Linked DNA regions of Zea mays: regions 1, 3 and 4 are each linked to region 2. The links are chromatin contacts, called in public Hi-C maps. All regions are on one chromosome and are shown on one strand. Each heading gives the region's core, a stretch centred on a gene start, on an enhancer-like site or on the middle of the called end of the contact. The rest is flanking DNA. Distances are from core to core; before and after follow the strand shown. Region 1 holds the start of LOC100278051. Region 2 holds the start of LOC100192764. Region 3 holds the start of LOC103626961 (expansin-A23). Region 4 holds the start of LOC100285621 (WRKY39v2 - superfamily of TFs having WRKY and zinc finger domains).

The links. A called contact is a pair of places that touch in the nucleus more often than the background predicts.
Region 1: a Hi-C map of ear shows a contact between it and region 2, with 4 times the contacts expected there. The contact joins the promoter of LOC100278051 here to the promoter of LOC100192764 in region 2. A contact is called at or near these places in 7 of 25 Hi-C or Micro-C datasets (bundle sheath, ear, endosperm and 2 more).
Region 3: a contact with region 2 is called in a Hi-C map of bundle sheath, with 4 times the contacts expected there. The contact joins the promoter of LOC103626961 here to the promoter of LOC100192764 in region 2. A contact is called at or near these places in 7 of 25 Hi-C or Micro-C datasets (bundle sheath, ear, leaf and 2 more).
Region 4: a Hi-C map of leaf shows a contact between it and region 2, with 6 times the contacts expected there. The contact joins the promoter of LOC100285621 here to the promoter of LOC100192764 in region 2. A contact is called at or near these places in 11 of 25 Hi-C or Micro-C datasets (bundle sheath, ear, endosperm and 3 more) and 2 of 3 datasets of contacts at active chromatin or transcription factors (leaf and seedling).

Annotation. Positions count from the first base shown.
Region 1 is chr5:140,679,286-140,685,224 of Zm-B73-REFERENCE-NAM-5.0, reverse strand. LOC100278051 reads left to right here and starts at 1,266. Exons shown (of 6, transcript NM_001354131.1): 1 at 1,266-1,673; 2 at 4,748-5,077. The coding sequence starts at 1,505.
Region 2 is chr5:140,908,380-140,914,713 of Zm-B73-REFERENCE-NAM-5.0, reverse strand. It overlaps LOC100192764, which reads right to left and starts at 4,414. Exons shown (of 3, transcript NM_001137960.2): 1 at 4,091-4,414. The coding sequence starts at 4,222.
Region 3 is chr5:141,148,591-141,155,307 of Zm-B73-REFERENCE-NAM-5.0, reverse strand. It overlaps LOC103626961 (expansin-A23), which reads left to right and starts at 3,685. Exons shown (of 4, transcript XM_008647324.2): 1 at 3,685-4,165; 2 at 4,270-4,509; 3 at 4,512-4,536; 4 at 4,630-5,137. The coding sequence starts at 4,003. The coding sequence ends at 4,942.
Region 4 is chr5:141,091,018-141,097,709 of Zm-B73-REFERENCE-NAM-5.0, reverse strand. LOC100285621 (WRKY39v2 - superfamily of TFs having WRKY and zinc finger domains) reads left to right here and starts at 4,832. Exons shown (of 3, transcript NM_001158512.2): 1 at 4,832-5,450; 2 at 5,581-5,694; 3 at 5,796-6,692. The coding sequence starts at 4,972. The coding sequence ends at 6,354. LOC109939538 (a long non-coding RNA gene) reads left to right here. Exons shown (of 2, transcript XR_002748275.1): 2 at 834-1,131.

The DNA.
Region 1 (5,939 bases), core at 17-2,516, 230 kb after region 2:
AAAGTCAGAACGAAACCAACGCCAAAACTAAAACAAAAATGTGGAAAAAGATACACACACCAAAACATAAACGAAAAGAAACTCTAGATAACGACGACTAGTTATTAGAGGCTTTAATCTCTCCTTCGTTCTGCTCTCTTAGTTTGAAAACACGCTGCATACGTATATGACCATGGCGTGGCAATCTGTGTCACTCATGGATGTTTGGTTTATTGCTTCACTTGCCACAATTTACCACATTTAAGATTAGACAAGTTTGACCAAGTTAGATATATATTTGGTTTAGAGCACAATTATGAATAGATTTTTCTCCAGCTATGTAGATCCAACTCGTCAATGACTTATAAAAGTGTAACAAGATTTCCTTAGACTTAGTAAAGTGTGGCACATAATTTAAGCGTCTAACCTTAGACACCTTAGACAAATATGACATAAAAATGTGTGACAATTTTTTGGTAACTTAGATATAGAACTAAACAGGCCCTCATTTAGGGACTTAGGGTTTCCCAATCTTCAGTTCATCACTTCGACAGATAGGCCGTAGACGGTAGCCGGTAGGATTTAGGCTCCTGTTGGGCTCCGGTGTGTGTGGGTTTGTGGCCGTGTGCCCATTTGAGAGTGTGGTTTGTCATCTTTGGGCTTAGATGTCCTAGATTCCGAAAATAAGGACTGAACCGTTCCGGCACGTACTCTTCTGGTGTCTGTACCGTTTTCGGGTTTTCCGAGCGGACGAAACAGGACTAATTAAGTTCCTTCTTTTAACCATAATATCACATTTGTCTCTACGTATTTTAGAAGAACTCTTTGTAATTATTTATATCGTCTTACTCATATATATATTTTTTGTATTGCTATTGAAGAGCAAAGAATCTATCATTTTGCAATTAATTATGGTGATCTAGTCCCATGTGCAACATTCCACTCCGTTGTCTAAAGTTGACTGGGAGTCGAAAAGGAAAAAAATATCTCGAGCACTCTGTGAACACAAGCAAAACAATTCTTATCTCAGCGGATATCCAGGATTGGTTCTTCCAGAACCCTCAACCAGAAATTTCCGACACTACTATATAAAACGGAGTAGTAAAGAAGCCGAAGAAAATAGAGGAAATGGATTGAAATCCCAGAAAACCACACGGCACTGAGCTGCCCCGGGTCACAGGCTCGCAGCGAGTGCGTGAGGCGGCCGTTGCCCCCACTTCGGCCTTGTATTTTCCCGAAAACTATATATACCTCCGCGCTCCCTCCCCTTTCCCTTTCCTCCGTCACACCCACCCACCTCCGCCGCTCACAAGCCCTAGATGTCCCCCCTCTCCTGCCCCCGCCGCGCCGCCGCCGCCCGCGCCACGGGCCGATCCCACCAGATCTCGCGCGAATCGGAGGCCCCGCTCCTCCCCGTGGCCCGATTCTCCGCCCGCGCGACCAGGAACGGCGCTGATTTGAGCCGGTTTTGGAGGTGAGGTGGGGGTGCGATTTCGGTGGTCCTGGGCCTTGCGGGGCCGGGTGGATGGATGCGGTGGAGCTGCCGTTACCAGCCAAGGTGGAGTTCGGGAAGATCCTGGCGCCGGCAGCTGCTGTGGAGGGGGTGGATGGGGCCGTCGTCGGTGGTGGCCCCGGAGGTGGGAGCGGGGAGGTGCTCAGGAGCTGCGCCGACGCGGATCAGCGTCACGGTGGTGGTATTGCCCCTCTTCTTCCTTTCCCTTGTCGTATGTTTGGCTGGGGGCCGTGTTGTTGTCGTCACGGTGGAAGGGTTGGGTGTGATTTGAATTTTTGGTGGGGGAGTTAATTTCACTCCTCGTCTGCCTGCTTGTATTATGTAACTCCGCTGCATCTGCTGCTGTTATTAATGGGGGTGCTATAGTTATTTAGCAGGTGGCAAGTAATTTCCATTTCTGTGGTGGAGGTGGAGAGGGAGGACTGCGCTTCCATTTTGTGTCTGGATTGTTTTGTTGCTAATTGGTCATGTTTGCTTGGAGGAAGATGAGTTTGTGGCTGCCGTTCAGAGATGTATGTTAATGAATTATATGGTACAGGAAGGGGAAGCCAGTTCGATTACTTACTTAGCAGATTAGTGATCTCTTTCCACCATGATGCCTGCAGCTTTGATGTTTTTTTCGTGTATTGGCTGATCTATTGCTTGTGGTCTGTGTTGGTTATATGCGCTTGTCTGCAATAGATTACATATTATTCTCTTTTTTCTTGGCAGCTTGTAAATGCTGGTGGCTGTGTACATAGTCCTTTTTATGTGATCTTGAGGTGCTTGGAATTGGTTGTCTAGTGCCCTTGTTATCTGGTAGACTATAGTTGTCTTTTCTAGTTGTCGTGGTGGCATTTACATGGTTCAGTTGATCAGTTCATTTCAAAACTGGTCTTCTACTTTTGCTGTTGCACATGTCCCCTTCCTTCAAAGCCTTCTTGCTTTGTTTGATTTCATGAAACCTTTTCTTTTGTGTACCATGCCCATCATCTTTGTCGTTGTCTTCTCGTACTGTATTGGTGGTTTTATTTACAATAGAAGTGCATATGCTATATTTTATGCCCGTTTACTTATGTTGCTTGACTTGGTGCTTCTTTGATATTCCCATTTCCTGTCAAGAAATCCTCAAATATTTATGTTGTGATCCTCGAATCTGTTCATGATTGTTTGCGAGTGTTGTTATTGGGAAAACTGGGCAGAATTTGCAACAATTCAACCATCCAAAAAGCTGGCTACTGCTTTGTGCTGAGCAGGTTCCTTTCGGGACAAGCTATTATTTTGTTCGATCGCTCTGCTGCATGTACATTGGAGCCAATTCCTTGGAGCTCCTTGCAATTGAAATTGAATAATTGTTCTCAGACGAAACTCATGCAGTAACCTTTCCTTATTTGAACATGAAACCAAACACTGCACTATAGTTGGCTTGCACCCCGATTCTGGTTGTATGTTATGCAGACTGCATTTTACTTGGTTGCATATTGGATTTCCAGCAATGAAGTTTTGTTCATTTTTTTTGTCTATTTGTGTTTCTTTGTGAATAATGTGTGTTTTCTGTTAAGATCAATTCTATTTTCCTCTTTAATTTTTTATTTTTTATATTTTTGGGGACATGCAAGAGAGCTGTTCCGTCATTTATCAGAGAATCAAAGAAGGACCACTCCCTTACAGAGCCTTAGGGGTGTTCATCAAACTTGGACACAAACGCACAAACACTGGTTACCCTTGCTAATTGTGATATTTACATGCATGGTTTTATTTACTGCTGTATGTACTTCGCACTTGCATTCCTTTCATGTATTTTCATTTGCCATAGACTGGGGAGATAGGTGGAACTTAACTTTTTAATGGGTGTTTTACTATCTATTTTGTCTCCTCATTTTTCTATACATCTAATACAATTTTGTAATGGAAAGTTTCAGAATGCAGCTGTTGTGTTGTGGTCTTTGTTCTCTCTTCTTTTAAAACCTTATATAAATTCATCTTTTCTAGTTTTTCTATGGAGTAATGTGTTTTACTTTAGAGGAATTTTAATCATGGTTCTTAAGGTGCTATGGCTGAGTTGTAGCGAGCCAGCTTCTTCCAAGGTGATGTTTGGTTCATATATTGTTAAGGGAATGGTAATGGGATCCCTTACCGGCGGTAATGGTCACTAGTTATAATTGGATTGGATATTAGTACCTAGTATTACTAGAAAGAACTCAACCAAACATAAGTATCGGTATCCATTACCTCGTGTAATCCATTTACATTACATTTCGGCGAACCAAACACTTAGCAAATGTCTATGTGATGCCTAGGCGGTGATAAGGCGAGGAAAGGCTACGCCATAGTGCCATACAAATTCTAACATGTGGCTGAGGAAAAAGGGAAAAAAGAAAAAAGGAGAAGGGAGGAGTAAGAAGGAGCTGGCCCAGCCCATCAGCCAGCCCATGTACCCTCCCCTGGGTAACCTACATGGATACATTTAATGGGGACCCAGATTCCCAGCGCCACTGCTCGTCCTCTGTCTCTTGTGTGAATGCTCTCTCCCTTGGCGCACCTTGCTTCTCCCATTATCCAGATGCATGGCCACCACCCAAAACTTCTCCCTCCTGCTTTTTCTTCACTGCTATATGCCCTCGAATCGACTATTGCTGCGGTCTCCTTCCAGACCGGCTGTGCCACAGTTGACTGCAGCAAGTGCTGCACCGCCCAGTTGCCCACTGGCACTGGAGAGCGGGGATGGCAGCAGCTGCAGGTTCTTGGCCTTGCTTGGTCTCTACCCTCCTGTTCTTCCTCTGTTCTTGCTCCCTCCCTTTCTTCCGCTGACTTTTGGTCATGGCGATGGGAACGCCCGGATTTTCAGTGTATCGCCTAGGTGACACCTTAATAACCACAATTTTAATAGTAGGCTATCATGAATTTATTCATGAACTTTCTTTAGAGGGTTTTCTCATGGCTGATAATGTGATGAGTTAATTACCATTGAACGCAGAAATTTTCTCTGAGAGCATATATAACTTCATCCTCCTTTGGGCTTGCTTGTATGTTGAATTGTTCTTTTTTTTGGCCCATTCATCCATGAGTCTTGTTCATACCCTTAGAAAATATCTTCATATCAATCATTCATTTAAAGTTAAAGTGAAGAATATGATTATATGGGTTCTTACAAAATTTTCTGTCACATTGTTTGGAGTATTCTGGCTATTTCTATTATCTCACTGAATGTTTTATTTATGTATACTGTTTGTTTAAACTACACTACTGATTTGTATGTTAAAAACACATGTGCAGATGTGAAGCAGCACAACCAGAATGCAGAAGGCTTTCCGTCTTATAGAAGTAAAAGGACGCCTTTGGAAGTCTCTATACAGAAATCTCTTGGTTTTGGTTTGAAGTCCGAAAATGGTAAACGGGATTATGTTGCGAATGATATGGTTCAATCCTTGCATAAGCAAGATAGTAAGATGGTCACAAAAAAGACCATAAAGTTGTTGGATGCTCCACCTTATTCAAAAAGGCTAAAGCTTGAGCCAGTACAAACTGGTAGAGATGCTGAGATTAAGGGACATGAATTCATATCACAGAAGAATGTGCCTGATTTGGCACCATGTGCAACATCTGGTAAGTTATAAACTTTCTTTATTCATTTGCAATTGTACAATTTGATGCAGTTCCTTTTTATTGCCCATGTTAGGACAAACTACTTTTATCGCCATGTTATCTTGTTTTGATTCAACATTATTTCTTGAGTGCACTAAATTCCTCGCTGCTTCATCTCTCCTCCTTGGGCCTTGCTTTTATTCAATTTATTTACATAGATAACCTTAAATTATTTGCTGATTTCCATTCCATAAGGTAGAGTAAGCTACACTCTGCTTTGGTTCATACAATTACAAGGCAAACATCCAAAGCTGGAATGGAAGCTAAGTTTGTGTGGGACATATTCAGTCGGCAGCAATGGAACTATGTTTGCCAGGGAGATTTGCAAGGATGATGTTATCTTGTAAATGTAACAAGTGACAAACTATCAAATAAATACTAGTACTAAATTTTGTAAGTGGAAGTGCGTAGATAGAATGGAATAGCTTGGTTATTTTGCTTGCAGAGGGTTCTCTGGTCCTTTTATCTCTTACCCCGGATTGGTTAAAAAATCCCCTCGCTGGGCCAGGAGTCTGAGGGAACCTCATTAGGAAATGGATTTTACCTTTCTAATTGTAGTAAGTCTAGAAATCAGGATGCAGATTGTATGAGCAAAAATGAAGAAAAAATGTGCCTGTTCTTCCTGCTACTTAGTACGTACTGGCCATTTTTCTTGTATAAAATTAATAGCCTCTCATTAACTAGACCTGCAGTACTAATTACTACTTGCCATACTTTAAATTTATTTTTGTACACATTTGATTTGATATAGTCAAGCATTTGTTCTCGCTTCAATGCACATGCTGCTGTTTGGTTTGATATTCTGACAATAAATAATACTTGC
Region 2 (6,334 bases), core at 3,165-5,664:
AGGTGGGAGACACCAGCACTAGGTCTGTCCTTTTTATTAATCTGTATTTCATCAGAACAAAATCACTCAGTTCATACAAGCCACCAATCTGTAATAAGAAAATGGGATACCATAACACAGGTTCTAAAGTACATTTGCAACTATGGTAAGTTAAATAGTGAAATAGCAAGTCCCGCAAAAGAATAATCAGTACATGAACATATAGAAAGAAAAAATAGACGCTCCTTGACAAGGATGGCACTATGGCAGATATTAATATTGCAAGGAGTAGGTATACCATGCAACAGTACCGCTGATACCTAGAAGGCCAGAACTAATAGCATCATAGGCCCAAATCTAAGAGCCCTTCAACATACTCTAGCATCTTCCACGTTCCAACGAGCATAGATACACCCCCAACCCCCTAGACAAACTATACCAATAAAAGAAAAAAGGCACCAACTTCATCAAGATTATAAAATGCAGACACACAACTAGACCAACCTAGGAGGAAGAGGAACTGACATTTTCTTAAGAAGAAAATAGGCACCCAAAGTCGCCTCGGAAAAGACTTGACCTCGGTGGTCTAGGCATACATCCATACCCAACTTCATCAAGGTGACATGCATCTTCTTCAACTGTTCTTTTAAAAAAAGGACAACTTAACCAAGTATGAAGGTTTCATTAAGACAAACACTTCTACTAGGTCGATTTCCAGTCAGTGTTTACAACCCTGTGTAAGCCGTAGTTGTTGCACTGCAATCCATAGAGACAAAATACTGTAGAAGTCTGTCATGGACATCATAGGGAGCGGTCACTCATGTGGGGCCGCACCTATGCGCGCCAAAAGCGAGAGGCTACAGGGGGCGCTGGCAGCAGCGCGCGCAAGGGAGGCACGGGCGCTGGTAGCCGCGCGCGCAAGGAAGGCATGCAAAGGAAAGCGCGTGCAAGGAAGGCATGGCAAAGGAAAGCGCGCGCAAGGAAGGCATGGCAAAGGAAAGTGACTGATTTGGTGGCTAAATTGATAGACCTAAATTGTAGGGAGATAATTCCAATTAGTCACTTGCCTAATTAGTGGTTGCCTAGTTGGTCAACCGGTGGCCTATATATAGGCCTGTACGCAGGAGACAAAGGAATAAGGAATATATTATCAAACCAATCTCTCTCTCATGACAGACTCTCAAGCGCCTAGGGCTGCTACCCTAGAACCAAGCCTGCGGCAGAGGGGTATAACCTCGCCGGAGAAGACAGCTACCCCCATGGACCGAAGGTCCATGACACCTGGTATCAGCTCCAGGTTATCCTCACCACCACCAGCCGCCCATCCCTCACCACCACCAGCCGCCGCGCCATCAGCCGCCGCAACGCCCTCCCACCCGCCCTCTCCAACTCCAGATGCATTCACTCGGCTCAAAGAGAGTTTTGGCCGCTTCGCAGAGCAGTGGGATCAGTTCGTTGTGATGTTCCACCGCTATAAGGAGAAGACAGAGAAGGAACTCCAAGCAGCGGTGCGGCTTCAGACGGCAGCGCGAGGGTCCCTGCTGGCACGCCGCCAGGTACAGTCCCTTCGTGGGGAGAAGGACCTTGTTGTGGCCTCCAGGGCCACCCCATGGCCGTCATCACATGAGCAGGCCGTGGTGCGCCTGCAAGCCGCAGTGCACGGTTTCCTTGTTAGGCGGGCGGTGCGGAAGCTGCACTTGTTGATCAGCTCATCGCTGCACCAACTCGCAGCCTGCGCGCCCAACCACCAGGTCTCGTCTATACTTTTTGAACCACCTGCAGAAGTCGAGATCTAGGTATGCAGCCCCCCTGCACGGCCACAGAGGGTCGTCTCCTTCATTCGGGCACCTGCCTTGGTGCTGGACAGACCCAACATAAGAATGGGCTGGTTCCTCCTCCACCTTTCATCCAACGTAAAGGCCGCAGTTCAGCTCTTTCCTTGGGATCCAGGAGGACAGGAGGACATAGCTGCAGTTCAAATTTATATTTTAGTTCCACAATTATTTTGTATTTTCGTCTTAAATAGTAAAGGTAAGCTGAGATGTAAAAGGCTTAACCTTATTTCGTGTCAGGTAAGTCTATGGCAGCTCGAGGACGAGCTGGTCCTCAAGGGAGGGGGAGATGTCATGGGCATCATAGGGAGCGGTCACTCATGTGGGGCCGCACCTATGCGCGCCAAAAGCGAGAGGCTGCAGGGGGCGCTGGCAGCAGCGCGCGCAAGGAAGGCACGGGCGCTGGCAGCAGCGCGCGCAAGGAAGGCATGGCAAAGGAAAGCGCGTACAAGGAAGGCATGGCAAAGGAAAGCGCGCGCAAGGAAGGCATGGCAAAGGAAAGTGACTGATTTGGTGGCTAAATTGATAGACCTAAATTGTAGGGAGATAATTCCAATTAGTCACTTGCCTAATTAGTGGTTGCCTAGTTGGTCAACCGGTGGCCTATATATAGGCCTGTACGCAGGAGACAAAGGAATAAGGAATATATTATCAAACCAATCTCTCTCTCATGACAGACTCTCAAGCGCCTAGGGTTGCTACCCTAGAACCAAGCCTGCGGCAGAGGGGTATAACCTCGCCGGAGAAGACAGCTACCCCCATGGACCGAAGGTCCATGACAAAGTCGTAGCCGGATTAAAGCCGCAGCGAACAAGCTAGGATCTGCATTACCATATCTCCCACGTATATGCGACTGGGGGAAAGTTCTTCATCTATTTCCAGTTCCAAAATGATAATTCAGTAAATCAATGATGGCACAGAAAGATAAGCCAAGCATGTCAAACACTCTTTCCAACATAGAAAGCTTTCGAAGTTGGTGTATTTTCAATTTAAGCTAAAGCTATTAACCTACAACATATAAAAAAGGCCAAATTACTCCCTGTAGTCACTAAGGTAGTGTTTAGTTCCGGAGTTAGTTGGATGGAGCGGCTCCATGCCAGGGAGCGGCTCTGTCCAGGAGATTTTGGGGAGCCAGATGGTTGAACATTTAAACATAATTTTTTTTCTTTTTAGAGCCACTCTGTCCTACATGGAACCAATTTCCGTCCCACCATACTTCAGAACCAAGCACTATCTAAAGCACTATGTTTAGGACAAGCAGCAAACAAGCTAATTGTCCTTTCAGAAACATCATGTTTATTTGACTGGGGGAAGTATATGTCATTTTGTGTACAAACTTTTTGTAAGCAAAACCAAGATATAATAGCCTATCTGTCCTAGCTTCGACTTCACCTTCACCTTCTACAATATTCGAAGATAAAATGATGCCAAATAGATGACAACTTCTTGGTCCTAAGTCCTAACCCTAAGTCCACTGTACTCTAGAGATCACAAATACGCTCAGCCAGAGGATCTGGGACTTATGCTATGGCTTGTGGCTTATGACTTATGAGCAAACATCTGATAAACTATATTAGTAGAGAAGATTAAACTATGCCAAATACAAACATCTCAACTGGCATGCTTATATGATGACAAGAACTTAAAATTGAACAGGTAGCAATTTAGCCATCGGGAAATGATACTTTTGCTTCCTGGAGATTGTGAAGATTGTGTGATTAAGAACAACTTGCCAATATACTTTACAATCTACTGTATGAATGGTATTCAGGTTAATCCACAACTTATTACACTTGCATAATGCATAATAAACATAGACATGGCGAGCATGATGCTGGCTGAAAATTTTCCCTTGACAATTTAACAAGAACTGCAAAGAGTTCTAATGATTATAAGCAGTAAGATGTGCCATTGGTGTACTGATCATGCAAAGTAGTGATCGTACGATTACTGATCATTGGGTCCATCGATCATCAGTTCACTTTGCCACAACAAAAACGAAAAACCACAAGATGAAATCCGGTTATAGTCTTATAGAGACCAGATCGATGATATTGCTATCCTGGAGCCCAAAATAACCACACACACGCTGGGCAACTGAACCAAACAAACGACTGCAGTAGAATCATACAGCGAAGCTACTGATCCCAGCGACCTAAGAACCATTATGATTTCTCTCGTGATGCAACTATCCACACAGCAATAGGACCTAGCCAGCGCAACAAAATTGAACATATGAGGACTGTAAGATCGATCGAAGAGAGGAAGGTAAAGGATACCTTGATGCAGAGGTTGCCAGCGCAGATGATGTGTTGGATCTTGCCGGGCACGAGCATGGACTTGAATTTGGCGGGCAGGTCGGGCACCCGGTGCGGGATGTGCAGATCCCCCAGCGCAAGCACAAGCACCATCCTCCCCCGATATCGCGTCCTTCCCCTCCCCACACTCTTTACTCTTGATCTCCTATTGAGCTGTACGCTTGTACCTCCACCCCAGGAGCCACGATCCGCGTCTCCACCTCAGGTCAGCTCTCTATCTGGTAGAGATGCACACCATGATTCGAGTCAAAATCGTCAATCACGTCACCCCTCTCCGCGAACAAGATCGAGAAGAAGCGCGACAGAAAGGCGAGAAGAAGGGGTTTGCTCGCTTCGCTGTACAAAGTGGGCCCGTATTGGGCTCATAGCCGGGCCGGGTGAGTGCTGCCCCGTTGTTCCGGGTCGCTGTACTGGACTTTAGCCCGCTGTACACAGGCGCTTGCGCTCCACGGGTCTTGCTTTGGTTGAGCGCGTGCGCGTGAGATCATATCTTCTATTACATTCTTTATTTTAAATTTTTAATATAAATAGTGTCAAAACAGTATTTTATATTTTTTATGGTCATATGAACGATCGGTTAAATACAGTCTTAAAACGTTAAGCTAAACAAACGTCTGTCAAGCTTTCCTGGACTGTTACCTCAATTTAACTTGTGTTATCCCTTTAAAAAGTTCAGCTTGTGTTTGACAGATTGAGTTAACACTCCTAACATGTTCTCTGGTCATTATTATGTACTATATAAAGCTAGTTTCTACTGTTTCACTGTCATGTATTACCTCTGTTGGCTGCTGTTGAGCACCATACACAACAGCAAAACTGAATACTCCCGTCGGCCATAATAATTTCCGTCGGTTTTTAGGGTTGCCGACGGGAGTTAATTAACTACCGTCGGCCATAACGAAGCCGACGGAAGATAAAATAACTCCCGTCGGTTAGTCCGGAGGCCGACGGGAGCTACATTATCTCCCGTCGGCTTCGTTACGGCCGACGGGGTTTAGGGCGGGCCCGGCTAAAACGCGCGCGCCGGCCACTCGCCCAGGCTTTATTCATCGCGCGGTCGTTCTCCATCGCCGGCCACTCATCCCGCGCCGCCGCCGATCGCCGTCGAGCGCCCGAGCGCCGCCCGAGCCTGCGCCGCCGCCGCCGTGCGCCCGAGCGCCGCCCGAGCCTGCGCCGCCGCCGCCGTGCGCCGCCCCGCCCGAGCGCCGCCAGCGCCTACGCCGCCGCCGCCGACCCCGCCGCGCCCGTCCCGTCCTCCGCCGCGGCTTGCCGACGCCGCTGCCCCCGCCCGTCCCCTCCCCCGACGCCGCTGCAACCTCCACTGAGACAGTAAGATTGAAATCATTTAAAATTATATCATTGCGATATATATTTATATTTATATCGAAAATATGTTTATTCCCGTCGGTTGGTTGATTGTATTGATTAAGCCGACGGGAGTTAACTACGTTGTGGTAGTTTGATTAGTATGATACACTGTTTATTTTCCTAGAGTTTTAGGGTTAAGTGCGCAGACCAGTAGTTAACCCTAGGCGTCACCCGTTCTGGAAGCATGCACATGCATCACATTTATTCATATGTTTGGGCCTAATGCACCTAGACAATCTATGGATGCATAGATTGTATAGTTTCATTCGGTCCAAACACAAGATTACTTGTGATGTGCGTGGTTCCGGGATTGTCCACGTATTTGGACAGCCGGAGAATGGGTGTGGCCGCATGTGATTCGTGCACGTGTCCGTTGGTCCGAACGAGATTTCAGCAGCATAACCCAGTTGTTCTCCGTCGCACCATGATAGGCGTGTGTTCGGAGAACAGCGGGGTTATGCTGCCGAAATTTCGTTCGGACCATCGGGCACGTCACGAGTCGCATGCGGCCGCCTCCATTCTCGGGTGGGTTTATGTCCTTTCCTATAGTAGGGTTATCACCTAAGCCACGTGCATCGCTCTTATATGCTGAATTTTTGGTTGGTGGTTTACACAACAGCAAAACTGAGCCATCCTAGTCATGGAAGATGACCGTGAGTGGATGTATGCTGGTTGGAAGAAGGGCGGATGTCACACAAAGGAATGGTTTCAGAAGACAGAAAAGTTTTTAGAGAACGCTCGTGGAGAGTCAACCCACGCTGTGATTAGGTGCCCATGCACCAAATGTGGGAACATCCAGTCACATGACAAGAGAACTGTGGCACTACACCTTTGCAG
Region 3 (6,717 bases), core at 2,436-4,935, 240 kb before region 2:
AACGGGTGCGCTCGCGCGCACCCATCGGAACAAAATGGGACCGAGAAGGGCTAGTCCCCTTGCAAAAAATCTGGCAGAACCTCCAAGCCAGTACTTACACTCCCTTCGAGGCTCGGGGGCTACTGCTGGGTACCGTAATTAGGGGTACCCCCAACACTCCTTAACCTGGCTGGAAAACATCTTCAGAACAAACCATAAAGACTGATACGCACGGTTCAAGTCAAGGCCTCGTCTACCAAGGGACGCGATATCATCCGAGCCCAGGCTCGGGCAAGAACAGTAGTCCCGGACGAATTCACGCCTCGCCCGAGGGTCCCCTCAGTCAGCAGACGCACCCCCGTCTCACCCAAGGCTAAGCTCGGGCGAACTTTGTTGTACAGCGACCTCGATCGGATCGTCCCACCAATCGACCGTATCGCATGCGCATTTAATGCGAGGATCGCCTGACACCCTATCCTGACACGCGCGCCTCAGTCGGCAAGGTCGAAGTGGCTGCAGTCACTTCGCCCCTTTACTGATCGTTCTGACAGGAAAACAGCACTATTCACCCCGTTCCGACTATTGTGCCAACCACCAGGGTAAAACCAACGACAGTAAGTCACGACCTCCCCCCGAGTTCAGCCTCGGCCTCGGGAGAAGGTCTCCGCCTCGCCCAACCTCGGGCCTCAGCCTCAGCCTCGGCCTCGGGAGGAGTCACAACCTCGCCCGACCTCAGCCTCGGCCTCAGGAGAAGTCTCCGCCTCGCCCGACCTCGGCCTCGGACCGACCGCGCCGCAGGCGATACATCATTACCCTACCCCTAGCTAGCTGCCTCAGGCTACGAAGGAACAAGACCAGTGTCCCATCTAGATTACTCCGGTAACAGGTAATGATGGTTCCCCGCGTGCGTCCATGACGTCGGATTGCTCTCAAACTCCCTACAAAGGCAAAGAAACGGCAGCAGGACCCCGAGCCACACCGTCAGCTATGCTTCTACAGGGCTCAAGCACTTTTCCGACGGCCACGTTAGCACATATACAGGGCTCAAGCACTTTTCCGCCGGCCACGTTAGCACATAGCTACACCCCCATTGTACAGCTGGGCCATCTCCTTGTATCTATAAAAGGGGATGTCCAGGGCCTTCCGGAGAGGGGCGGAGAAGAGCAGAGGCAGGCAGAGTGGGAGAAACGCAGAGGAGGCTAACTCAGACAGCTCACCTCAGGGCCAGACCCTCTCTCTCTCGCGCGACGCTTGTAACCCCTACTACGAGCCCCCCGGTGCAAGATAATACAAGCCTCATCCTCCCTCTTGTGTTCCATCTTGCATCAACCCATCTGGCAGGGACACGCAGCGACAAATTCACTAGTCGGTTGAGGGTCCTCGCGGGTCCAAAACGCCGGCAGATATAAAGGGCGTTGTTGAGGACATTCCAAAGCGAAGATAAGGTGAAATTGGGGTATCGCTCTTATGTCTGAGAAGTACTATTTAGTACTCCCTCGGTCCCAAAATATACTTCTTTCTGACCCTTTTTTTTCGTCCACATTTATTCAAATGATTATATATATATATATATATATATATATATATATATATATATATACGGCACTAAAATGCACCTGGGTGCATTCTCTATATTGAATGCACACAGGGTGCAATAACACTCTGAGCACGCCTCCCCATAAGAGCACGCCCTCGGCCCTCCTGTACGCGCGCCTCCCTGGCCCCGCCACGAGTATCCTCTAATTGCAAACTTGAGTCTCTGTTTTTACTCCTTGATTACCATTGCATGCTGTGTTGTTACTACAGTTGCAACGTTTGTTGCTTGTTGATTGCAACTATGGGTATCCGCTAATTGCAAACTCATAATTGCGTGTTGTTCTGCAGGATGCAAACATACTTGATGTGTTTGTCCCCAGGGTGCGGCAAACATTTGATACAAGGGAAGAAACCTACCTCTTTTACCTTGACTATGCAAAGTTGGCTGGTTTTAGTGTCAGGACAAAGAGGTGTAATTGCAACGGCTGGTGTGGTGTGATTGCAACCCCGCATTAGGTGTGATTGCAACTGCTGTATAATTCTACCCAAATATCTGTTAAAAAATGTAAACAAAATGATTGCAACTGCTGGTGTGTTGTAATTGCAACTACTGGTGTGGTGTGGATGCAACTGCTGAGTTGCTCTGATGTGATTGCAAGTACTGAATAACTCTGAGAAATTTTGTTAAAAAATATGATTGCAACTGCTGGTCTGGTGTAATTGCAACTGCTGGTCTGGTGTGATTGCAACTTCTATATAACTAGATGCAACTGCTGGTCTGGTTCGAAAATTGTAGCATTCTGTCGGGAGCATGCGAGAAGGACGAAGACGAAGCGTCGGTTTGGCCTGAGTGGGACGGTTGGCTCGGACCAGGTGCTCCTGGCGCGTAGGTTCGGCCTGGGTGCATTCTCTATATTGAATGCACCCGGGTGTAATATATAAATACAGTGTATATATATATATATATATGGAAGCTACATTCACATGTTACTTAATTAATATATAATTAGTCTGAAATGAATTGTATTTTGGCAAAGAGGGAGTAATATGTACGGTTGATTAGCAAAGATAAATAAAAAAAGTGAGGAAGTGATTGCGAGACCGGCATTCTTCCTGCCTTTACACGTTAACTCAACTCTGAATCTTTGATCCCGGCCGCGGCGGCCGGAGCAGGTGCATTCGTTGGACCGGGCGGCTTCTTCGTGCTTCCTTGGATAAGGGATGGAGCATACGTACTCTCAACTCCAACAGGAAACCGCGCGCAAAACAATATTCAAAGCTATAGCCTTGCCTTCAAAAGTCACAATCCAAGACGCATGCTTGCTCTGGTCATGTACGTAGAACAAGAGTAAAAGTCCAACAGATGAAGATGAGCCGACGATTGGCGTAGCGAGACGAGAAAGCAAGATAAGGTGAAATTGGGGTCTCTCTTATGTCTGAGAAGTACTATTTAGTACTTCATTCGTCTCAAAATATACTTCTTTCTAACCCACTTTTTTCTGTCCATATTTATTCAAATGATAATAAATATAAACATATATGCAAGCTACATTCATATATTAATTAATATATAATTAGTCTGAAACGAATTGTATTTTGACACAGTGAGAGTAAGAGGGTGTTTGGGAACAAAGTTTTTCTGCAGTATTGAAGCAATACTGTAGTATTGAGCAATACTGTGGTATTATATACTTTGAGGTGTTTGACAACTCATCTGAAATCTCTGTATACTAAACTGTAGTATTGTAAATACTGCACTTGTTTTGCAGTTTTAGAAACTTTGGTCTCAAGCAAAGTTTTTCTCTGTAAAGAGAGCGCCAGCTGGGTCCCGCTCTGGCTGATTGGTCTCAACCAAAGTTTTTTCCAAACACCTTGATGTATTGGATACTGTTGTATTCGAAAACTGAAGCATTGTAAACTGTAATAATGTCATGACTAAAGTATACTTTAGTATTTGAAAAACTGCAGTTTGGAAAAACTGTGTTCCCAAACAGGGCCTAATATGTACGTGTTAACTCAACTCTGAATATGAAAAAGAGTAAAAGTCCAACAGATGAATATGAGCCGACGATTGGCGTAGCGAGACGAGAAAGCAAGTGTGTCTGCGCGCCTGCATTTATATTCTATCTTCCGACTTCAAGCGGCCACGGCGCATGTGCACGCTAGCGCGTCTACATCCTCCCTTCCCTAGCCTGCCGCAGCGCGCCGCCTCCACACCACGCACAGCATCTGTTTATGTAACCTCAAGACACCAATTGAGTAGAGATTACGTACTACATCAACGGCTGCATTTATGTTTGCATATATATACTCCAGCACAGCACACAGGGACATAAACATTGCACAATCTACCTGACAAATCACATCACATCAACAAAGGAAAAAGTGATCTCACGCACGCACAATCTACCTGTCGGCACGGTTGCAGCTCTGATTAGCTCCGTGCAGTTGATCGGCACATCCGTCCATCCATCGATTGGAGGAATAATGGCTCCTTCTCCAGTTTTGCCAGCCGTGGTTCTGGTCACAATCGGCTGGGCGCTGGCCATGGCAGCGGATGGCGTCGTCGCAGCCAACGCACCGTCGCCGACCGGATGGCTGAGGGCGCACGCGACGTTCTACGGCGGAGCTGATGCCTCCGGGACCATGGGTAACTAGCTAGCTAGCTAGCAGATCGAGCTGCCTCTTGCTTTGTCAAAATATATATGTATTGCACATCGCTGAAAGAACAACATCTATATATATGGCACGCAGGTGGTGCATGCGGCTACGGGAATCTGTACTCCCAGGGGTACGGCTCGCGCACGGCGGCTCTTAGCACAGTGCTCTTCCAGGATGGTGCTTCCTGCGGACAGTGCTACAAGATCGCGTGCGACCGCAAGACGGCCCCGACGTTGTGCAAGTCCGGCGTCACGGTGACCGTCACCGCCACCAACTTCTGCCCGCCCAACTCGGCGCTGCCCGACGGCGGCTGGTGCAATCAGCAGCGCCCGCACGCATCATCCCCGTCATCTACCAGAGGTCAGTATTATGAACTACTAGTTAAGCAATCGAAAGAATTAACGATCTCTAATAATAAATGGAACGGATCTTGTTCTATACTACATTATGCAGAGTTCCATGCGTTCGACGAGGTGGAGTCAGGTTCATGATCAATGGCCACAACTACTTCAACCTCGTGCTTGTCACCAACGTTGGAGGGGCTGGCTCCATCAAATCCATGGCTGTCAAGAGCTCCGATTCCACGGACTGGATGCCCATGGCACGCAATTGGGGCGCAAACTGGCACTCTATGTCATATCTCTCCGGGAAAAGGCTCTCGTTCAGGATCACCATCACAGATGACCAAACACTCGTATTTAATAATGTGGTGCCGGCTGGTTGGACCTTTGGCTTGACGTTCACAAGCAATTTGCAGTTTAAGTGAGGACTCGCCGTAGCTGCAAGGGCCTGTAGGCTCAATAGAATTCTTTATGCTATAGTGTACTACATTATGTACACACAGCTTGTACAAAACAATCTATGCATTTAGTAGTTGTGTCTCAATGATTCACTACGAATATATTGTAAATTGACTGTGTACCTCTCCATGACACATTATCAATACTGTTGACATTCTAAAGTGTATCGATATAAAGATTAGACCACACTAACGAGTTTCCAACAATAAAATGGTGCTAGAAAAATATCTAGTGCAACAAGTAATGAAACAAATAAGCATAAAGGGAGAAGACACCACATGCAATGACAGAGTCGACTAAGTCGATTCTTCAGCCCAAAGTCTGCTTAGCCGGCTCCACCAGCCAGCTAAGCAAACTGCTCTATGTGACGTGCTCAGTCCTAAGGAAACTGGCTTAGTCGACTCCCTAGTTGCGTAAGCCAACTTTTCTATTGAGTTCGAGCTAGTTTGGTGTTCAAGTTGATTTTTGATCTATTTTAACGTCGAAAACTTGAGGACCGTGTTTTGGGTTCGTTTCCTACTAGGACAAAAATTCCCCCTCTATATATTAGAGATCATGTAAGATTGAGGATCCCAACTTCCAATGGTCAAAACATACAACACTTATACCTTTTTACTCTACTTTCTTCCTAACCTACTATTCATCACATCTACCACCGAGATTTGGCAGCATTCTAAGTGTTTTTATCAACTCTAAAGCAACCTTCATGTGCTCCTCCATGACATGTCTTCTTAGGAGGTGTTCAAGAATCTATCAAACGAAGAACAAGCTCCACATCGTCAAAGAACGAGAAAAGCCAAGAACAAACACGAGAATACATGATATGTCTTTGAACTTTGCCAATAAACTCAGTATGGGGCAATCTACAACTTATTGCACCAAAATCGGGGGTACGATCCTATCCTATGGTTGTGACCCTTGACTCATAGGCACTATAAAAAGGTGAGGCAGAGACTGAGACGGAAGCCAATTCATGTGCTTTCTTAAACCCTAGTTGCCACAATTCACAAGAGATCTAATCTCTTTCTAGCGCCTAGTGAACAGAATTACCAAACCCTAAGATATGACACCCTTAGAAACCAACGTTCCTATGACGCTACTGATACTACGCCCCAAGTACCCACTATGTAAGGGGGAGGAGGAGAATCGAAACAGAACATGGGCGCTCAACTTCTAGATCCTACGCTGACTCCTACTACCATGGTCCACCTCAACCCTAAAGGTATGACTACCTACATTTCTTAGTCCTCATCATATACCTCTCTAGTATATAAGTTATGAACCTATATAGATCTATTGAAAAGAATAGAGACTAGAGACAAGAGAAACGACAAGTTGCTAAGGGAAAAGAAAGAATCTATGTATCCATCACAAAGTACTCCTTTGCGCTTGGACAAGTGTGGTGGGGAGTGTGTGGACTAGGCTCCCTTATCATCCAGTTTTGGTTTGCAAACTGAGTTTTAGTTAGTTAGATTCCTTGTAACAAAATTTGCCATTCAAGGGTGAAATCTCTAACTTGATGCAGGTACTTCTTGGATCCATTTCAAGATTTAATTGTAGATGATGTGACCATGACAGTGAGGCGCCAGTGACGACTTCGTTCATTTTAAGAGATCTAGTGGCTCCGTGTTTTAAAGGACTCATAATAGGGCCTAAGCCTGACTGTAGCAAAACTGAATAAAGTGTTCTATACACTGTATATAGGAAAGATTCACTTCTCTATACCCTCCAACAGTGTCCT
Region 4 (6,692 bases), core at 3,583-6,082, 180 kb before region 2:
AGCTAAGTTAATACATGTATGATCGGTGCTTTGCTGATTCTTGCAGTTGCGGGCTTGGGGAATCTCTATAGCTCAAACACTTTGTATTTGGATCGAAAAGAGCAGTGGCCAGTTAGTTAAGAGGAGACCAGACAAAAAAGTCGGGATAGAAATCTTGTAAAAAAGGAATTGGGAGTCGATGTATGCAAGCTGAATGTGAAAACAAGAAAAAAATGAAACATGAACAGAAAGTGGAAGAAAGGAAAACAAATAAGCTGCAAAAATAGAGAAATGAATCTGAACGTGGAAAAAAGGGACACGACACCAGCCTCTAATGGACCGTGGAAAAAAGCAGAAACAAAACATGGAAAAAGCAAGAGACAAAAAAAAAGAGAAAAAAAGAAACTGGAACATCTGATTCTGATTTCCACCATCTTCATAGTTAGGAAGGGCCAGGCCAAAAAAATGGTCAGAAATTTCGCCTCTTTAATATTAGGTATAGATGAACGCTCATTGAGTTGTGTCCTGTTTATTTCTCTACCCCTAAATAATTCTTAAATTCCTACTTGCAATAAAACTAATGATATTTCAGTAATGGGATACACTGTGATGAGCTGGATTTGGTTTGATTCTGTAGGTTTATTTGGTATCCACAGTAAGAGAATATAAAACCACTGAATATTAAATTGAACTCTTATTCCTGAAGCGTTCACTAAAATTAATTGTGATACCTTTCTTGGTTAAACTTATTATGACACCTGACTTCCTGAATTTTTGAGTCTTTTTGTTTTTTGTCAGGTGGTTTTATGACTCCAATAGTGGTCTAACATGCATCATTTTTCCTTCTATCGCAGACACTATTTATCGTGTCCCTGTGCAACAATCAGCTCTTGTATCTTATTGAAAAGGATTTAATCTAGATATTTGGTCACGTTCCTGGGTTTTCTGCAACCCTTCCGTCTGTGATTGCCAGACTCCATGCTGCCAAGGACAATTCTGTTCATGGCAATCACAGACTTGTCCATGTGCAGTTTTACTTACAAGTTTGGGATGGTGATCGATATTCATGAGTCCATCATGTTCTGCCTTTAGTAGAAGAGGATAATATTCTTTGTGCTATTTGTTACTGCAGATTGTTACTTTGTTGCGTGATACCTCTGCCCCTATTAGTTTGATAGTGTTCATACAAAAGCTTCCTCAGGTTTCCACCTTCACACATACAGTAGAGGCTCCGATAGAATTACTAAACATAAGAATGCAATAGTGAAAATAATAACATGACAACTAGGCACTGCATGATTTAATGAGAGATCCAAACGGTCTTGAAGCTAGCAAAAAAAGTTGTATGTTACTAGCATTGTATAGATTTAAAATGCATTTATATAGCATTAGTTCAGTTTTCTTTATAAATAGCTGTCATGAACTTGCAGCTAAACCCAGAAGACCATGTAATCCCTCAATATCAGTTTTGTTTGATTCAAAGTGCAAGCTAAGTGTTGTCATAGCATTCTCTCGACAGCACATCAGACTTAGTGCTTAAATGCAACTATGAACTAAGAAAAAAAATCATCCTCCAACCCTGATTTTGCCAATGAAGGATTCTTTTACAACGCAATGAGAGAGGTCAAGCTATTGCTTCATAGTAAGGTGACCCAACCATTAAGTCACAGATTAATTGTAGTGATTCACTTATTGTAGTTAAATGGTTGTGAAATACAATGAATTCATATGCCAATTTCTTTTTGGTGGAAGGAACATGACACAGGGAATATTGGAATTGAATGACATTCTAATAATAATAATTTAGAGAACAACTGCAACTTTAATTACTGCTTTATTCCTCTATCTGTTTTGCACTCAAGCTTTCAAGCACTACTATCAAATCCTTACCACTTTCTGTTTTGTTTCCTTTGTATTGGATAGGGCGTCCGAAAGGACGCCCCCTGATCTAGTATTTTTTAAAGAGAAACCGGATTGAATCCAGCTGGGACTGATCCACAGCCGAACAAATCCAGCTGGGACTTCTTCAAACCTGGATCTGGTGTACTTACATCCAGTCCAACCATGATACGAAGTCTGATTAAGAAATAGACGACGACGTAAGATGTAAATTTGGTTGCGACGCACATGTATATTTGTTAATAAATAACTAACTTGCACATAAAACAAACGTGGACATATAGCATAGTTGGACATTTAGAATTTCGAAAATATATCGCACTATCGTGAAACGAATTTAACAAGCCTAAAACCCAGACGCTATCGGGCACGCGGCTAAACATGACCAAAAAATAATAATCCAATGGAGCCAGCAAGTTTTCGTACCGTACCGGGCCGTCTCACGAAGCCCCGCGTGGCGTCAGGCTGACACCAGCCGAGCCGACATGGAGGCCCCAGCTGTCAGTGCGCGCCGCGTGACAGCGCTACGCGCCGCGTGAAAAGCCGTGGTCCTTCCCTCCTCTTCGACGCGTGCACGCGACGGTCGCCAAGGCCCAAGTGCGTAGCGCGGCCCGCGGGGGTATGGAGCCGGAGGAACCAGTCAAAGGGTGTGACTTCTGCAACGCCCTCGTGCCTCCTGTGCCCGCGGTCGTCGCCCCCCACGTCCGCCCCAGGTCGTCACCGAGTCGCTGAAAACCGGGCCCCATTGTACGGAGACCACGTGTTGTTGCATAATAGTCAAAGGCCCGCCCGCAAGTACGGAGCCACATTTACTGCAGCCGGAGGGGGGTCTCCTGAATCCTGACCCATCATCGATCGTCAAGATTCGTGCAGCCAGTCGGCTGCGATGCCATAGGTTTGCTCGTGGTCGTGGCGAGCCACGAGTTGGTCTAAAGACATGCACTGAACTGCTGGATAAGTATATGTTTTGATTTTGATTTTGACTTTGGAATTCGTCTCTGTTGTGTGTTCAGTTGCTCTGGTTCATACATGCCGATGAGAGAGAGCTACTCGACTGCTCGATACAAATGTGGTTTGACTTGCACAAAAAATGCTAAGCTAAGAGGGGGAAACGAGACGCACCAGCCGCTCCATGATGCACTATGGTTTGACTTTCTAATACACATTTTTCTTACTTTGTAATGCTCTAGGATATATGAACGTATCCAAAAATAATTGTCATTCTTACTTTCTAATACACATTTTTCTTACCTCAATATACCTTTTCTTTTTAATATATTTGTATCTCTATTTTTTAAGGGTACTTTTGTCTTTTCCCCTTCTGCATTGGTCCTACTGAGAGAGTCTAAAATATAAAGTACTAGCAATGTGCTCGTACGTTGGTGGTGCGGTTTCCATTTACAAGTATGGACCGTAAAATATAAAAACATGTACGTTTTGTTGGCTACTTGGGTGTAATTGTAAGTATGGAGCCAACAAACATAGTTTTAAATCCTATTTATACATAATTTTAGTTTTGTTACTATTTAAACGTGGAGGAACACAACAACAGAGGAAACCATGCATGAAACCGTGTCAAGATGTCATGAAACAAGACATGTTTTGACATTAGATAGTACCACGAATTAAAATGTATTCCACCATGGTATATCCGACTATTACTAAAAATATTTGTATTTATATCTGATCCATGCATCCATAGGCTAATAGTTTTCATACAATACATTGTATTTTGTAAAACCAGGAATGTATAATGTAGATAAGATATCTCAAACATCAATAAGTACTAAAAAAATCAAGAGATGGCGTCCTCTTGTACGAATTATAGCTAAAAGATTGCATATTATATCTATTTGAAGTCAAAAAACAACAGCGAAAATTTCAATACATGCCATCCTTTTGCTATTAAAATAATAGCTAGATTATTGCAAATTGAAATACTGATATCATGTTAGATCTCGTTATAAATATGAGTCTTACCGAATCCAATATATTTTGGTGGTAAATGCTAATAAAAGTTAAATAAATTATGGAAGAATTTATCGATCATATCTATAAGGATACGTTCATATATCCTATCCATGGAACAAAAAAAGATTATATAGTGTATTGGATTTCATAAACCCGTGACCAAATACGTCAATAATTAATGAAAATTTCAAGGCACAACATCCTCATGTATAGAAGTCATAGCTAAAACGTTGCATATTATATTCGAATGTCAACCGATAATGGAAGCTTCAATACATGGCAGACTTTTACCATTAAATTTACAGCTAAAAATTTGCAAATCGGGAGTGTATATACCTTGCTAGAGACAATTATAAGTGTGGACCTCATTAAGTAACTCATATTTGGTTTGAAGCAGTAATAGAAATTTGAATAAATTCCATGCTGATTTACCAACCATGTTCAGAAAGATACGCATGTATATCATATATCCTATCACGCGTGACGCGTCAACACACAAAGTGAGATTTTGTACAATATGTAATCAGAGTCAAAATAGTATCGATACAATCCATTTAGATGCTAATAATTAATCAAAATTTCAATACAATCTATCCTCATGATACAACTCATAGCCAAAAGATTGAAAAAAATATGTGTATTATCTTGTTAGAACCGATTATACATCCGTATGTTCAGAGATTTCGATCAAGAAAAATCTCCTCAGAACCTCTGCTTAGTAGATTTCATTTATCAGCCTCCTTTTCTCTCTCTCATCCTCTTTGAATTTTCTCACCCTTTGACATCTCAGAAAGTCAAGTGGGGCTGCCTGCCCGACTCTGCCTGCGCGGCTGCGTCTCTATAAAACTCCAAGGCCCAAGAAAAGAAAAAGAAACCAGAAAGAAAAGAAAAAACCCACAGCATAGACCAGTAGCCCTCACCCCTTTTTAGGACAGGATCCAATGCCTTTGCCCACCACACACTCTCTCTCTCTCCTTTTACTCTTCTCATAGTCTTCTCACTCTTCCCAAACAATCAATAAACTAGCAAAAGTCAGCGCCTCCCCCTTATCTCCTCCGCCACTTTCCTCCATTTCCAAGAACTCAACCACTCCACGTCGTCGTCGTTTGCTGCCGCTGCGCAATGGAGGAGGAGCGCTGCTTCAACAACTGGGATCTGGACGCCGTCGTCCGCCTGGGCTGCCGCCGCCGCCTCTCCCCGCCACGGCAGCCCGACCCGTTTGCTTCGCTTCTCCCTCCGACCCTGCCGTCGCCGTCGCCGTCGCCGCCGCAGAAGGAGAAGCCCGTGGTGCCAGCGCTGGCTAAAGGACCAGAGCCAGAGCCATACGCCGGGTGGCGCTTTCCTAACCTCGGTGCTGGCGGCGGGCAAGACGGCGACGAGCTCATGAGGGCCATGTTAGCAGTCCAGCCTTCCCTGCCTCAGCCTCTGCCAACGACAACGCCAACGCCAACGCCAACGCTTCCCCCGGCAGCAGGAGAGCATCGACAGTCGACTGTTACAGCCGTGGACGTGCCGCTACCCCAGGTGCGCCCCGCTCCGGCCGCCAGAGCGCAGCCGAGCGGGCGGCAGGTGCCCGGTGCCGTGCCAAGATCCAAGAGAAGGTACTCTTCTCTGCTGAGTGCCTCCACTCTCCACACGCCAGCGGTTCTTTGAACTGTTTCTTGAGGAGGCTGAAAGCTCGGGTATATGCATACTGCTAAGTGCTAACGCTGTTTCCGCCGCGCACTCCAGGAAGAACCAGGTGAAGAAGGTGGTCTGCCACGTTCCGGCGGACGGCTCGTCGTCGGACATGTGGGCGTGGCGCAAGTACGGCCAGAAGCCCATCAAGGGCTCCCCCTACCCAAGGTCGGTCAGCCAGAACAATCCCTTGTTTCTCTCACAGCTTCTTGCCGGCGTCGCGTCGGGGCAAACCGATCTCACCGCCTGCTGCTCAATTTCTTGAACAGGGGATACTACCGGTGCAGCAGCTCCAAGGGGTGTGCGGCGCGGAAGCAGGTCGAGCGCAGCCGCGCGGACCCCAACACCTTCATCCTCACCTACACCGGCGAGCACAACCACGCGGCGCCGACCCACCGCAACTCGCTCGCCGGCACCACCCGAAACAAGTTCCCCTCCTCGGCGGCGCCTCCGCCGCCTCCGCCGTCCGTGGTGGTGGGCGGCGCCGGTGCCGGCGACGCGCAGCATCAGCAGCCGAGCCCGAGCCCGGCGTCCACGTCGACCGCGGGGCTCTCGCCCACGACGCCGCTGCGCACGCCGTCGATGGAGGAGGAGGAGATGGACGACGACGACGACGAGCTGCTGGTGGAGGACATGGAGATGGTCGGCGAGGACGAGCTCTTGTTCCTCAACATCGACGCCGACGCCGAAGCTGACGCCGGGGCACCACTGGAGCCCATGCCCTCGCTCTTCGACGTCGTCGACGAGCCCTTCCTAAACTCCCCTTGGCTGACGGCCACCAGCAGCGCCGGCGAGCCAGCCACAGGGGCAGCCGGCGCCAGGAGCTGACTTCTCCAACAGATAGAGACAATGATGTGCCGTCCGTCCGTCTTTGTAGATGAAACAAAATCAAGGGAAGCGAAGAGAGTAGAAGAAATCATCTGATCTGCCATTGTAATGCATCCATCAGTAGCATCGACATCATGATACTAGTATTAGTCCTAGCATCGGTAGTCAGTCCTGACCAGTACAGAGCTTGATCCATCAACCCTCAAAGCAGTTCTTCCTTCCTCACCGCTCAGAACAACATCTTTGCATTTTGTTCTTTTTCTGCTCTTTTTTTAGGTATGGTTGTGACTTTGTATCTCTTTTGTTAGGTGCCTGTTTTTTTGCATTTGTGTATAGAA